Regions from separate parts of the Mus musculus genome. Here regions 1 and 3 are each linked to region 2. The links are chromatin contacts, called in public Hi-C and HiChIP or PLAC-seq maps. All regions are on one chromosome and are shown on one strand. The core of a region is the stretch at or near the end of the contact, and the rest is flanking DNA. Distances in the headings are between cores, read along the strand shown. Region 1 overlaps Gpr176 (G protein-coupled receptor 176). Region 2 holds the start of Fsip1 (fibrous sheath-interacting protein 1). Region 3 overlaps Gpr176 (G protein-coupled receptor 176).

The links. A called contact is a pair of places that touch in the nucleus more often than the background predicts. HiChIP or PLAC-seq counts read pairs in DNA pulled down with a chosen protein or histone mark.
Region 1: a contact with region 2 is called in a Hi-C map of bone marrow-derived macrophages, with 48 read pairs. The contact joins the enhancer-like site here to the promoter of Fsip1 in region 2. A contact is called at or near these places in 1 of 15 datasets of contacts at CTCF or cohesin (the NIH/3T3 cell line), 11 of 484 Hi-C or Micro-C datasets (the Patski cell line, beige adipocytes, bone marrow-derived macrophages and 6 more), 4 of 115 datasets of contacts at active chromatin or transcription factors (bone marrow-derived macrophages, embryonic fibroblasts, embryonic stem cells and 1 more) and 2 of 9 other capture datasets (adipose tissue and pancreatic islet).
Region 3: a contact with region 2 is called in an H3K4me3 HiChIP or PLAC-seq map of bone marrow-derived macrophages, with 5 times the contacts expected there. The contact joins the enhancer-like site here to the promoter of Fsip1 in region 2. A contact is called at or near these places in 14 of 39 promoter capture datasets (the 3T3-L1 cell line, the C10 cell line, the HPC-7 cell line and 8 more), 6 of 15 datasets of contacts at CTCF or cohesin (the NIH/3T3 cell line, embryonic stem cells, large pre-B cells and 2 more), 153 of 484 Hi-C or Micro-C datasets (the 3T3-L1 cell line, 3T3-L1-derived adipocytes, the 4T1 cell line and 82 more), 15 of 115 datasets of contacts at active chromatin or transcription factors (the NIH/3T3 cell line, astrocytes, bone marrow-derived dendritic cells and 7 more) and 4 of 9 other capture datasets (adipose tissue, liver, macrophages and 1 more).

The regions. Positions count from the first base shown.
Region 1 is chr2:118,351,210-118,355,494 of GRCm38.p6, reverse strand. All of the region lies in intron 1 of Gpr176 (G protein-coupled receptor 176), which reads left to right. Among named protein-coding and RNA genes, the nearest start is that of Gpr176, 20 kb to the left of the region's middle. Within about 2 kb of position 1,729, at least 36 of the 459 cell types and tissues checked have an H3K27ac peak or open chromatin away from gene starts, as enhancers often do. A contact at or near this core is called in the NIH/3T3 cell line, beige adipocytes, bone marrow-derived macrophages and 1 more, where this site is marked.
Region 2 is chr2:118,255,404-118,259,705 of GRCm38.p6, reverse strand. Fsip1 (fibrous sheath-interacting protein 1) reads left to right here and starts at 2,750. Exons shown (of 12, transcript NM_001374672.1): 1 at 2,750-2,906.
Region 3 is chr2:118,333,547-118,338,151 of GRCm38.p6, reverse strand. The region is part of intron 1 of Gpr176 (G protein-coupled receptor 176); the gene reads left to right. Among named protein-coding and RNA genes, the nearest start is that of 1700054M17Rik, 31 kb to the right of the region's middle. Within about 2 kb of position 1,876, at least 2 of the 459 cell types and tissues checked have an H3K27ac peak or open chromatin away from gene starts, as enhancers often do. A contact at or near this core is called in B cells and bone marrow-derived macrophages, where this site is marked.

The DNA of each region.
Region 1 (4,285 bases), core at 480-2,979, 97 kb before region 2:
GGAAGAACAGCCTTATTCTTTGTCCTTGTTTCATCCCTTTCTGATCTCTCTTCAATCCACCAGTCCGATCATGTCACTCTTCTCTTTAAAAGCTTTCCCTGGCTCCTCACCCTCTGTAGCTCTGTATAATGACATCTCTAATGGGGCTCCCACTTCCCTCTAGCCTGCTCCTTACACTGCAGGAGCACCACACTCTATTTCATTCTTACTGCGCAGCAGTGTGGTCGCCCTCCTTGCTGCTGTGACTTAGCATCTCTTGTCCCACCGTCCATAATTGCCTCTTTTTTTTTTTTAACATTAATCACTTGACTAACCCCTCTCATTTTCTGTATATTCCTCTCAGTCTTTCATTCCTACAGCTAAGAGTTTGCCTCAAGTCTCAAAAGAGACTTTGAAGAGTAGGCTTTTGAAGAGTTTTAGGTCTGGGAAGACTGTGGGAGACTGGTGAAGGTGGAGTAAACGCTTTTTGCATTGTGAGGTGCCCACGAGCCCTTCAGGGTAGGGGTAGAAGATTACAGTTTGGATCTAAAGTGTTCCCCGCAGGCTCTCATCTGAAACGCTTGGCCCCTGGCTTGTAATACTAGCAGTGAGAGTCTCTGTCTCTGCTTGGATTTATTTCTTGAATAATTCAAGAACAACTGAAAGGGGTTCTTGTGCATTCCCTTCCTAGGCTGCAGCTATAACAGTGGGTTATGATGGAAGATGCGCTATCCCAGCTTCTCACTGAAAGGTTTAAGGGCACTGAGTCACTCTGTAAAATGACCATCAATCTTATTTTAAACAATCTTTATTTTACCCATCTCTCTGTGAATGACGAGAGAGAACAATTTAAAATTAGTTTATCAGTGTGTGAATTACTCTCGCTTATCTACACAATATTTGTTATCTTCATGGGAATGGATTAGTAAAATTTCGTCAGAGGTGAATACACTCATGGTGTCTGTAGAAATAACAATGAATGGTAAGCTTGGCACGCCAGTGTCATCTTGCACTAGCCTCCCTTCATAGCTTTGTTGGTCTTCAGAGTGGCTGGTCACAGACATCGCTGAATTAATTTGGTTTTCTGAACAGAAATGGAGACTAGAGGAAGCAAGCTGACAGCTGCCTGCAAGGGTGCAGATGTTGAACCATTCATGATGCAGCACAGAGAGGCGCAGGAAGCTGAAATAAATTAAGACCCAGAGAAACTGGGCTGTGGCCAAAGGAACATTTTTGATAAAACTTGAAAATGTTTTCCATAGCTGTGGTCATGATCCCTGAGGCAACCAATGCCATTTGCTGTTAGACAGGTTGCCATGGCCCTTGCTGACCACAGGAGGGTTAGTGAGAGGAGACCGAAGGGCTATCAGACTTGACAGTTTGTGCCTTTTGTGGAAGCACTAGGGATAGGTCTTAATCCTCTGAACACAACAGGCACTTAATGAGTGTATATAGAATGAAATATTTACAATTAAGGGGAGGGAGCACCAAGTTTTATAATGAGGTTTTGGGTCTGCTGTGCCTCATGGTGACCTAGATTTCTGTGCTGCTTAGAAAGCCATGTGAGGGGAACTGGCAGTTTCATTAGGACGTCACGAGTATTGATCTAATATCCTTTCCTCCTGGGACACGGGGCTGCTGCTGAATTATGTTCTAGCCAAAATGCCTGAAGAGGGAACTCAGGCCCCTTTGCCTGTGACTGATGTGCTGGACAGTCGGTTTCTGGGTCTCTGCCACCCTTCAGCCTAAGGCATTAGTTTAAACTGAGCTCAGCCTCCAGCAGGTTGTACCAGAATCCCGAAGAACCACAGCCTGAGCTGGAGGTCATAGTTTGAATTGTGGAAGTTCCTAGTCATAACAGTTTGTTTTGTGAAAAAGCACTCGGCCATGACAAAGCAATTCTTCTGAGGATAATGTTCCTGGGGACAAAAATAGACTTTTACACAAGACCATTGTGAGTTCTGTGGCTAAAGGGTTCAGAAGTCAGGAAGCTTTTGGGGTTAAATCCTGGCTCTGCCACTCGCTGGCGTTTTATCCTTGGCTCAGCATCTACTTTTTAAAAATAATGCTTTTTTTAAAAAATTGTAATAGATAAATCCGGGGCTGGGGAGATGGCTCAGTGGGTAAGCCATGCAAGCATGAGAACCTGAGTTTGAACCTTCACTACCCATGTGAAAGCTGTGCATGGCCTGTGTGCATGGCCCTGTGTGCATATGACCCTGTGTGCATGGCCTTGTATAACTTCAGCGTTTGAGGGCAGAGGTGGCTGACTCCCAGAAGTTTGTGGTGGCTAGGCAGCTAGCCTAGCAGAAACAGCGAGCTTTAGGATCAGTGAGAGACCCTGTTCCCCAAAGTAAAGTATGGTAGCCAGACAAAGTGATGGATGCCTTTAATCCTAGAACTCGGAGGCAGAGAGGCCTCCTGTTCAGGACCAGCCTAGCCTACATAGTGAGTTTAGGCTAGCCAGGAATACCTGGTAAGACCCTGTCTCAGTAGATAAACAAACACTAAATAGGTATTAATAGACAACTGACCACCCTCCTTTTGTCCCTGAATGCGCCACATGCAGATCACATACATATACATTTAATAAATGAACAAGTAAATAGATAAATAAGGTGAAATTTCTCATCTTATTTTTTTCCATTTCCAACATTCTACTGTGTTCCTAGGATTATAGCACCAAACTGTCCCAAGCCAAATGGTCTAAAACATCTGAAGTTTGTTCTCTCAGTTTTGGGAGGCTAAAACTCTGAAATTGGGGTGTGTGGAGGGCTGACTCCTTCTGAGAGCTCTGAGGAAGAGTACCCTGCCTTGTGCCTTTCTCATGGTGTATGGTAGCTTCCATCATCCTTGGCTTTCCTGGACTTTAGCTGTGTCCCTACATTCTCTGCTTCTGTGGTCACATGGCCTTCTTCCCAAGGTGTCTCCTACCAATGTATGTTCCTTGTTATAAGGACACATGTGCATCACACACACACACACACACACACACACACACACACACACACACACACACACTAAACTATATTATTTAGTAAATAAACCAGGAAATACTAGAACAGGGCTTTCTTATTTTACTGTAACCTTGCCTTAATTTAATGACATCTGTAAAGACTTTCCTTTTAAGTATGATTGTGTTCACAGCTCAGGTGGGAGGAGCTAGATAGAAGAAGATTTAGGATTTGAACATAAACTTTTTGAGGGACAGCTGGACCTCTTCAGTGGTGAACTCACTAAGTTCACATAGACATTAATGATGTCATTTCTCCTTCCCTCCCCTCTCCTCCCCTCCCCTCCCCTCCTCTTCTCTTCTCTTTTATTCTCTTCTCTTCTTTCTCTTCTCCTTTCCTCTCCTCTCCTCCCCTTCCATGCCCTTCCTCTCCTCTCTCCTCTCCTCTAGCCTCCTCTCCCTCTCCTCTCCTCTCCTTTTCCATCCCCTCTCCTTTCCTCTCTTCTTTTGTGGACTGGTGTGTGTGTGTGTGTGTGTGTGTGTGTGTGTGTGTGTGTGTGTATCTTATGTTGTCCAAGCTCACCTCAAGCTTGCAATGTAGTGATCCTCTTGCCTCTACTTCCCAAGGCTGGGCTCACAGGGTTCATCAACTTGCCTTGCTTCTCCTATTGTCTTTAACTTGTAGTTATCAAGTCATTGACTTAATTGTTGGCTTCCCATTACCTACTGTATTTAGTATGATTCCCTGTTTTGCATTCCCTGATGGTGACTTTTTAAAGTCATTATATCTAATGATATAATGAAATCTGTACATATTTATAGGATGCCATGTGATGTATACACACACACACACACACACACACACACACAGTGTTCAAAGCAGGGTAACCAAGATAATTTCTTATTGTAAGAAACTGTTTTCCCTAACCCCAACTCCTTTCTTTGTGCTGTTAACTCTACATGGAAGGCCTTCTCTATTTATGGAAGTCAGATTTTTCTTTTTCATAAGAGTGAGGATTATGGTCTATACTTCCTTATTTTCCTATAGCACCTGCCCCATTGCTAATCACTTATACGCTCAATAAATACTCGGATTAATTTTATGACAAGGCAGAAATATACAAATTTTAGATTGGAACAAATTAGGTTATAGCTTCATCCTTTTGATTTCCCAAATTTAAGTTGCTTGGAAATTGATCAATTCTAACCGATTAAGTTATTCAATAGACTTTGTTTATCCCAACCAGATACTAACAAGGCCTGACCCTGCTTAGCTTCCAAGATCAGCAAGATTGGGTACATCTCAGGGTGGTACAGCAGTAGACTTGCTTTACATTTTTACCAAGAATATCA
Region 2 (4,302 bases), core at 1,501-4,000:
GAAATCTGAACTGCAGAATTTTGTTCCTCTTTCACATGGGCTAAGTACAGACTGCTTTTATACCTCTAGGTTCTTAAATTATCCCTAAAATACTTCCACCTCTCATACTCTTAGTTACTACTAGGATTATCCGAAACATGTGTTTAATAACTATTAGGGCTGGGAATACTGCTCAGGTTGAACTCATATCCCCTCGTGTGTGTAGAGACTAGATTTCCATTTCCAGCACCTTGTGTGTGTAGAGACTAGATTTCCATCTCCAGCACCTTGTGTGTGTAGAGACTAGATTTCCATCTCCAGCACCTTGTGTGTGTAGAGACTAGATTTCCATCTCCAGCACCTTGTGTGTGTAGAGACTAGATTTCCATCTCCAGCACCTTGTGTGTGTAGAGACTAGATTTCCACCTCCAGCACCACCACCCACAGAGAACAAACAACACCCAAATACAAAGAAAAAACCCACATCCAAATGATCAAATTTAGACATATTTAGAAAAATTATAATTTATATTCAATTTCTGGAAAATGCAGAGAACATTACTGGGTAGCAATTGAACAGCATCATGTTAACTAAGAGACATCTGATACCAAGGTCAAAAGAAGTTTCATTTTTGAGGGGAACAAAGAACACAGAACTGTAATTTAGCTATACTGAACCAGGATATCCCTGAACAGTGTCCAAACCACAGGAGAGGCTTTGTTGTTGTTGTTTTTTAAATAGGTGACCTCCACCAACAGTGGTTTATGGAGATACTCCACTGGCTAGGCATGAATCTTGACTTAAACCCACATTGATTCGTTTGTTAACGAGGGTACTCCCAGCTGAGAAGTGCTGAAGGCACAGAGAGACTTTCAGTTGTTTATTTGCTGGAACATTTTGTGCTTTGACTGTTAGCAAATATGCAATCTTCTCTCAGTATCTAGAGTCCACTTTTGGAAGGCAGTCTTAGGAACTTCTTTTTCCTCCCTTTGGGACTGCACAAGATCATACACAGGCTCTCTAACATACTAACTAGTCACTCTACCACTGAGGCACATCCCCAGTCTAGCCATTCATTTTTTTTCATATAGCATGCAAATCTTCCAGTAATTTAATCAATACCATGGGTTGGGAATTGTGATGGTAAGGACTTACTGTGAATTGAACTCATTATTCTTTCGTTCTTTTTCTTAAAATGTCTATATGTCTGTGTGTATGTATGTGTATGCATGTATGTATGTGTATACATGTAAGTTAACAGTTTGGTCATTCAGGACCTGTGGGCATTGAAAGGCCGCTAAGTGGAGAGTCATGGAGAGCCTGGAGCAGAGGGCTGGTAGGATTTGGCTGAGGTTCTGAACACACGTTGTAGGATACTGTCCTTCAGTATACAGGAGGTGCAAGGGAAGCTCCCACTGAGGAAACTACTAGTAGAGTATCACAAACATCTAATTGAGGGTGGGAACCTTGCAGATATGAGGAACACTTGGATTCAGATACACTTGAATGCAGGTCTGGTAGCATGTCCGACTTGAGGATGGTACCAAAGGTGCTGAGCTGAGCCTGGGAGAATGGTGTGGGGAAGACGGTATAGGAAGGGCTGCAGTGGGGAGAGGGGACTATAGAAAAGTGGCTTGATTTTGATCTGCTTAGTTTGCGAGGGTTCTCATGCCTTATGAGGTTCAAGGGAGTCATTTGACCTGGAGTCCGAAACAAAGGATCAATAGCACCCAGATGGTATTCACAGCCAGGGTTTTGCCCTCAGCACCATCTTAACTTGTAGCTGTGATCTTTGGGCAACTCAAGTCATACTTATTTGCTCTGATGAAAAAAGACCAGAGAAACACTGTATTTACCCCAAAGCATGAGGATAAAGGGGCTCTGAGTATGAAAATACCTTGTAAACAACCAAGGGCAATTCAGACTGAAACGCAGCAGAGGTTGCGCGGTACTGAGAATGAAGAAAGAGCATCAGTTTGGTGATCCAGGCAATGAGCCCTAATGCACTGTACACAGAGAAATGATTGGTAGCTGTGGAGGTATATACTGCCATCATAATCCTTCTTATTCTACTACAGCCCAGTCTTTACAGGACGTATATGTATATATACGCATATGTATATATACACTGTATTATACATTATACTTTATGCACACTGCTATTATATACACATGTATTACACACACACACACACTCACACAGCTCTCCAAATTTTACAAGACCTTCACATACGAGATCTGTTTGAGTTGCACATCAGTCTTGCAAGGAAGAGAGGATAGTGATATGGGAAGTAACTGATCTGAGAGGACACCTGGTCGGTAGAACATTCTAGTAGCCGGTGAGAGCTATGTAAACATGGAGATCCTCGTTCCAGAGGCCAACCTGAATATGAACAAACCATTCCCACCCAGAACATTCACTGAAAAGAAGGTTATAGGAGGGCCACAGTCACACCCCCTCCAATCCCAACCAGGACAGCAGTCTTCTTGTAACTTCCGGTCCCCAATACCCAATTCTTTTTTTTTTTTTTTTGCTTTTTTCGAGACAGGGTTTCTCTGTGTAGCCTTAGCTGTCCTGGAACTCACTCTGTATACCAGGCTGGCCTCGAACTCAGAAATCCGCCTGCCTCTGCCTCCCAAGTGCTGGGATTAAAGGCGTGCGCCACCACGCCCGGCTTCAATACCCAATTCTTGAAGGTACGGGACCTTTAAACCTATCGCGAGACTGTGATCTGCGCGCTTCTAGTTGCCAGGGCAACAGCGTTCTTTGAGACAGCGGTCTCCTGCTGCCTCTTTCATCTTCACAGAGGAGGCGGTGGCGGGAAAAACCGGTCCCCTTCGAAGGGAAGTGGAGAGAGTCAGTGTCTAGGCGTCCAGCTTTCTTCCCCACCGAGAAGTTGAGGGGCCGCACGCACCACGGGCAGAGGTTGGTAGCCGCTGGCCACGGCAGAGGGCGAGGTGGAGGTGTGGCCTGATGTGCCAGAGGAGGGTGAGAGGGCGGACTCTGTCCCCGAGGGCTGTGGGTGTGGCCTGTTCGCCCAGGCCAGCATGGGGTGGCCACAGGGGCGTGGCTATGTCTGGGAGTCTCAGAAGCTACTGCCCGGGCAGAGGCGTGATCTCTGCTGAAAACTCTTTCTGCATTAGTGCATCCTTACGAGCCTTCTTCCCACTGAGGTCTGGAGCACTAGTCAGTAGCATAGTCCTTAAAAGTGGCACAGGAAAAATGAGACTAGAGAGAGGGTTTGTAAACATTGATCTGGGACTTAGCTTTCCCAATGGAAGAAATGTAAACCAAACGTATAGGTAGATACCTTTGGGCATCCACCAGCCTGGGGACTATGAATAGGCCTTTCAGACAATAAGACAGGGAGCAAACAATCTGGAGACACAACCAGTTTTGCCTCATCACACCGGACGTGTACTATCTACACGAGCTGATCAAAAAATGTAATAAAACGTTGGCGTGTATGAGCAGTTATTTGTTACCATTAGAATCTGGTCACATCTCTACTTCACTGAATAGCATAAAGTAACTGGTATTTTAATTTTGATTCTTTTGGTGCACTGTGTTTCATTAAATGAGGAAATGTATAAAACAAAAATTTCTTTTTGTCCCAGTTTCCCTTTTTATTGTAGACCTCCATAAGACCGGGATATGATTACTAATAACCATGCAACAGAGTCAGAGAGCCATGTCTTGAAATCTTCTCTGCCAAGGAAACTAATCCATGGTTTTTCAGTTTTGCCTCAGGCAAATGTTTAAGGCAAGGGCAGAAAGCAGCCACTTTCTTTGCCAAATACAGGAATGTTCTGTCCTTCTGTCGCCCAGGTGCTAGTATTGTTTTCCCCTGAAATGGCCTGAGGTCCGTAGGCCTCTGCAGTCTGCCTTGCTCTCAGCATTATTGCCTTCTAACCTCCCACCAGGATGCTCTTTAAGCTCTTCATCAGCATCCAACTGCTTTCCTAGTCCAGAGTCTTATAAAAGAACGCCTTCAATTGACTTACAGCTTCAGAGGCTTAGAGTCCATCATGGCGGAGCAAAGGCACGGAAGCAGAAACAGCTGAGAGCCCACATCTTGATCTGAAAGTAGAAAGCAGAGCTAAGTGGGAAGCTGAGAGTCTATTGATACTTCAGGAGGCGCTTCCTCTGCCCATGAAATACCACTTCCTCCTAATCCTTCCCAAACAGTTCTACCAAGTGAGGACCACGCTGGCTTAGTATATCATTGATTTCTTTGCAAGCTATCCTTGCATTTCCTTCCAGGCCTTGGAAGATTGCATATTTTATATTGACTCATTACTTTTAAATTTTGCTTTTACTT
Region 3 (4,605 bases), core at 627-3,126, 79 kb before region 2:
GCGCATTAACATCAACACAAATGGAAACATCACTTAGATATTTGTTATTTTTGTTTCTGTGACAAATACCTGAGAAAAGCCAAGTCAGAAAGCGGTTACTTTATTTCATCTTTGAGGAGCCAGTCTATCAGAGTGGGTAAGAATGATGGTGAGGGAGACTCTGGCTGGGAGTCTGCGGGAAGCACGAGGTGGATGGATGGTCACTTTATACCCGCAGTCAGGAAGCAGACAAGTGGATGCTGGTGCTCAGCTGGTCTCATTTAGTTTTCATCCCATAGGGACCCCAGCCTATTAAACCATTCTGGAAACATCTCCCATAGAAAGGTGTGTCCTTGTAGTGATTCTAAATCTCATCAAGTTGACAATGAATAACCATGCATTTTGCCTATTTCACTTAGCAAGCGTGATAACCAACCTACTGTTCAAAAGGAAAACGTGTGTGCAAATACAGTTTTATTGGGCTTGAATTCCTTGTGCACAAGAAGGCACACAGGTGTGATTTGTCCGTTTCTACTTCCCTCTCCTGATTGTTCTGCCTCTGGCTGTCCCTCCCTCTTTCCTTACTCTCTTTCTTCTTCTTCTTCTTCTTCTTCTTCTTCTTCTTCTTCTTCTCTTCTTTTTGGTTTTGGTTTTTCAAGACAGGGTTTCTCTGTATAGCCCTGGCTGTCCTGGAACTCACTTTGTAGACCAGGCTGGCCTCAAACTCAGAAAGCCGCCTGCCTCTGCCTCCCGAGTGCCGGGATTAAAGGCGTGCGCCACCATGCCCGGCCCTTCCTCTCTTCTTTTGGACCTGGGATCCAGCTAGGGTCCCCAGTTGCTAGGCAAATGCTCCACCACTGAGTTACCCTCCGGGAGGAGTAAAATCTCAATTTCAGAGAAAGGAGTTTATGAAATTCCCATTTAATGGGGTTTGGCATCTGCCATTCATTTTAAAAACCTGGTGTTAATTTTAAATGAGTCCCAGTAAAATCTTGAAGAGGGTCATTGGTATGAGGGTGAAGGAAGTTATTTTTATTCCACTAATTGTCTTCTGTATTTAAACTAAACAAACAAAACTCCTCTCTTTTTAAGATGTCAAGCCGGGCATGCTGCTTTACATCTGTAGCCCCTGCTACTCAAAAGGCAGAGGCAGGAGGACCCATGAGCTAAACCCAGCTTGTGTAACATCACAACCCTTCTCCCCTGTTTCAAGAAAAGGAAGAGAGGAAAAGGTATCAAACTGGAAGAGTTTAGAAGAGATTCAAATGTCTGAAAAAAATACACACCAAATAAGATAGTTGATGGTGGTTGACAGTAACTGTATATAAGAAACTTCTTTGAGTTAAGCAGAATATTAGGACCCAGAATATTATGTCATACATCATAATTTCACAGTATCTTGGTATTTTTCAACAGAACCATAAGATGCAGAATGTTAATCTATGCATAACATGAGCCAGGTTTTGACCAAGCTTAATGAGTAGCCGACCAGATGAGAATCTTGCCGATTCTTTAGCTAGTGATCTTTTCAATATTCTTCCCTACCTATATACGTACAGCTTAAAGATGCTGTGTTTGTGAATGAGACAACTTCACTTGTATGTAAAGACCTGCATATTTCCCAGTGTGTATGTCACTTCTAAGAACCATAGCATAGATCCTGCAAAGATAAATATTTCTTCTAGAACAAATCTTGCAAAGGGATGTTAACTACTTTTGTAATTAATTACACCACGGGCATTGATGTTTGTTGTAATATTTTGACAGTCTTGAATGTCTTTAGGAGTGATTGCTTTTACATTAATCAGGCTCAAATGTAGGCTTAAGGGGGCTGAGTGTGGGGTGAAGCCACACTACCAAGCAAAAGAGACAATTCTGTTTGCTGCCAAAAGATGGCAGTATTGGTTATATACTAGAACATATTTTCTGTTACTCTATGGCCGGCTCCTTTGTTGGCCTTGGCCTTAGTCTCTCTCTCTCTCTCTCTCTCTCTCTCTCTCTCTCTCTCTCTCTCTCTCTCTTTCTCTCTCTCCCTCTGTTAATCTTATTTAAATCTTTTTGAGACAAGATCTCACTAAGCTGAGGCTGTGTAGGTAGCCAAGGCTGGCCTTGAACCCTTGATTCTCCTACCTCCATTGCTGGAGATCTTAGAATATAGCTGTGTGCTACAGTGCCCCTGGCTTTGAAGAGTATTATAAAATTATTAACATCAGCTGCTATCTATGAAAGGAATGATAAGAAGAAACACTTAGTCATTTTTTATTGGCTTTTAAGAATATAAATGTGACAAAGAGGGGAAACAATAAATTCTATATGCATGTAAAAAATGAGTCGATTTGACCCCAGAATTTTCTTGAAGAACTGTAAGTCATGTGATGCATATAACTTGCTATCCTAAAGTGAATAACACATTGAGAATGGAAGGAAATCTGATGCATGCCTGTATCCCTGCACTTGGAGGGGGAGCTTCAGGAGTTCAGGGTCATCTTCAGCTATGTAGTAAGCTTGAGGGCAGCTCAGCATATGGGAAAGCACAGTTTCAAACATACAGACAAGAAAGAGAAGAGAGAAACTATTGAAAAAAATGGAAAAACCTTAGGCTTTGTTACTCTAGAAAAGCCAACCAATATAAAAAATAATGGATGCCAAGTCACCCAGTATGAATCTAAAAATTTAAACATTCATTATTGTATGTGTGTGTGACCAGTGCATGAATGCATGCATATGTAATGCCCTGTGTGGTTGTTGGTGTGAGTATGTACACGCATGTATGTGGAGGTGAAAGGACAACTTTCGGGAGCTGGTTCTCTCCTTCCACCATAGGGTATCCTGGGATCAAGCTCAGGTGATCGTGTCTGTATCGCAAGCGCTTTTACCTTCTGAGCATTTCATGGCAACTTAAATGAGACAGGGAAGCCTGGCCTGGTGGCTATGAATGACACAGGCTTTGAGATTATTCTCATCAGCAGATCTTTCACATGAGGAATCCCAGTCAAGGCCTCACCTGAATTCCATGGGCTGGGTATCTTTGGGGGCTTCATTAAGGATGATGTGGTTACTTCCTAACACAAGTTCTAGAAAAGGATGCACAGTTTTAAAGTGAGAGCAGTGGAAAGAAGATGATGATTTCAAGTGTCACCTGTGTGTTGGAAGCCCAGATGCACATGGTGTTGGCACTTGGGACTTAGAAGCAGTCCTCTGAGGCCATATCTTTAAATAGTAAAGTTTGGGGTCCTCGTGCTGTTGGATTTTAGGAAATGCTTGTTGATTTCACAGATTTTATGTTACTCAGTAATTTGACCATCTGCCCTGGGAAAACTTTAATCAAAATCATCCAGCATTGTATTTTCCTTCTTGGTGATAAGACTGTGGTTGGTGATTGGATTGCTCAAAATGAGGACCAAGAAGAGAATAAGATGGAGAGTAAGTGATGCAAGTGGTACCCAGGCTGGCTGGTGTTGGCAGGGTCAGAGCAGAATCAGAGTGCCCCCACAGTTTGGTTTCCTGGATGACTGTTATACAGATGGCTATTATACATTGAAGATCCATTAGGAGGAGAACTTTAGTCCCTGGCATGTTAGCATTTCCAGAGATGAGGAGCTAACTTACAGCCTAAGGTCTACAGGAGAGTCACATACTCAGCAGCTCTCCATTTCTGTAACCAGGTGGTTGTTCTCAGTCCTGCTGCCATCTTGGTTTGTGACATCCTCACTTACAGACTCCTGGCCTGGAAATCTTTCAGATGCCCTTGATGTTTTTCTCTTCTTCATCTTCAAATCAAGCCTATCCCCAATCCAGACTTTACTAGAATCAATTATCAACAATTCTATCCCTGAAATGGCTTCCCACCCTCCATTCCCCCAATCCCCACCTCAACTTCTGTGGTCTATACCTGGTGTCCCCAAACCTTGGGCTCAAAAGTAAGAGCTGACTGGTAAAGCTGTTACTTCCACCCACCAACCGTATGACTTTGAGCTCGATTCTTGCACTGTGTAAGCCTGGCTTTTCTCAGGCAGAAAATGAGGTTAGTAATAGCAACTATTTTTGTGAGGTCTTGAATAGGAAATGAGATAATGCAAGATCATTGCTTAGTGCCCAAGAACCTGCATAGTCAGCACCTGCATTATTATAATGGAGTCCTAACTGTGTTTCATTTCTCCAGTCTCCCAGAGGCCATTTTCCAACTGCTGTTGGTATTGCTTTCTGAAATCACTGTTTGGGTTCTGTCAATTTCACCATGGAACATGCAGCAGCCGCAACAGCCACTGCCACCCTCTTTAGCACCTCAGTTCCTGTAGGATAGCATTAGCCTGTTCTGACCTTTTACAGTTGGGTCCCATCTGACCTCAACTCCACACCAGTAGAAGCCCAGCCATCGGTCCCTGTCTCCCTCCTGCTCCTTCCTAACTTCCTTCGTGGACAGTGAGAGTTCACCAGTCTGCTTCTGACAGAGTTCTCCCCCACACTCACTGTTCAAGGCCCGCCGGATTATGTCTTCTCCTCTTTCCCACAATGCTTCTGTCTCTGATCTACCTTTATTTTTTTCCCTGCTTCGAGCTTTCACTCGTTGTTTTCATGCCTCTGCCACTGTCACATGCCAGCCTTGGGAATGTCAGGAACTTGTTT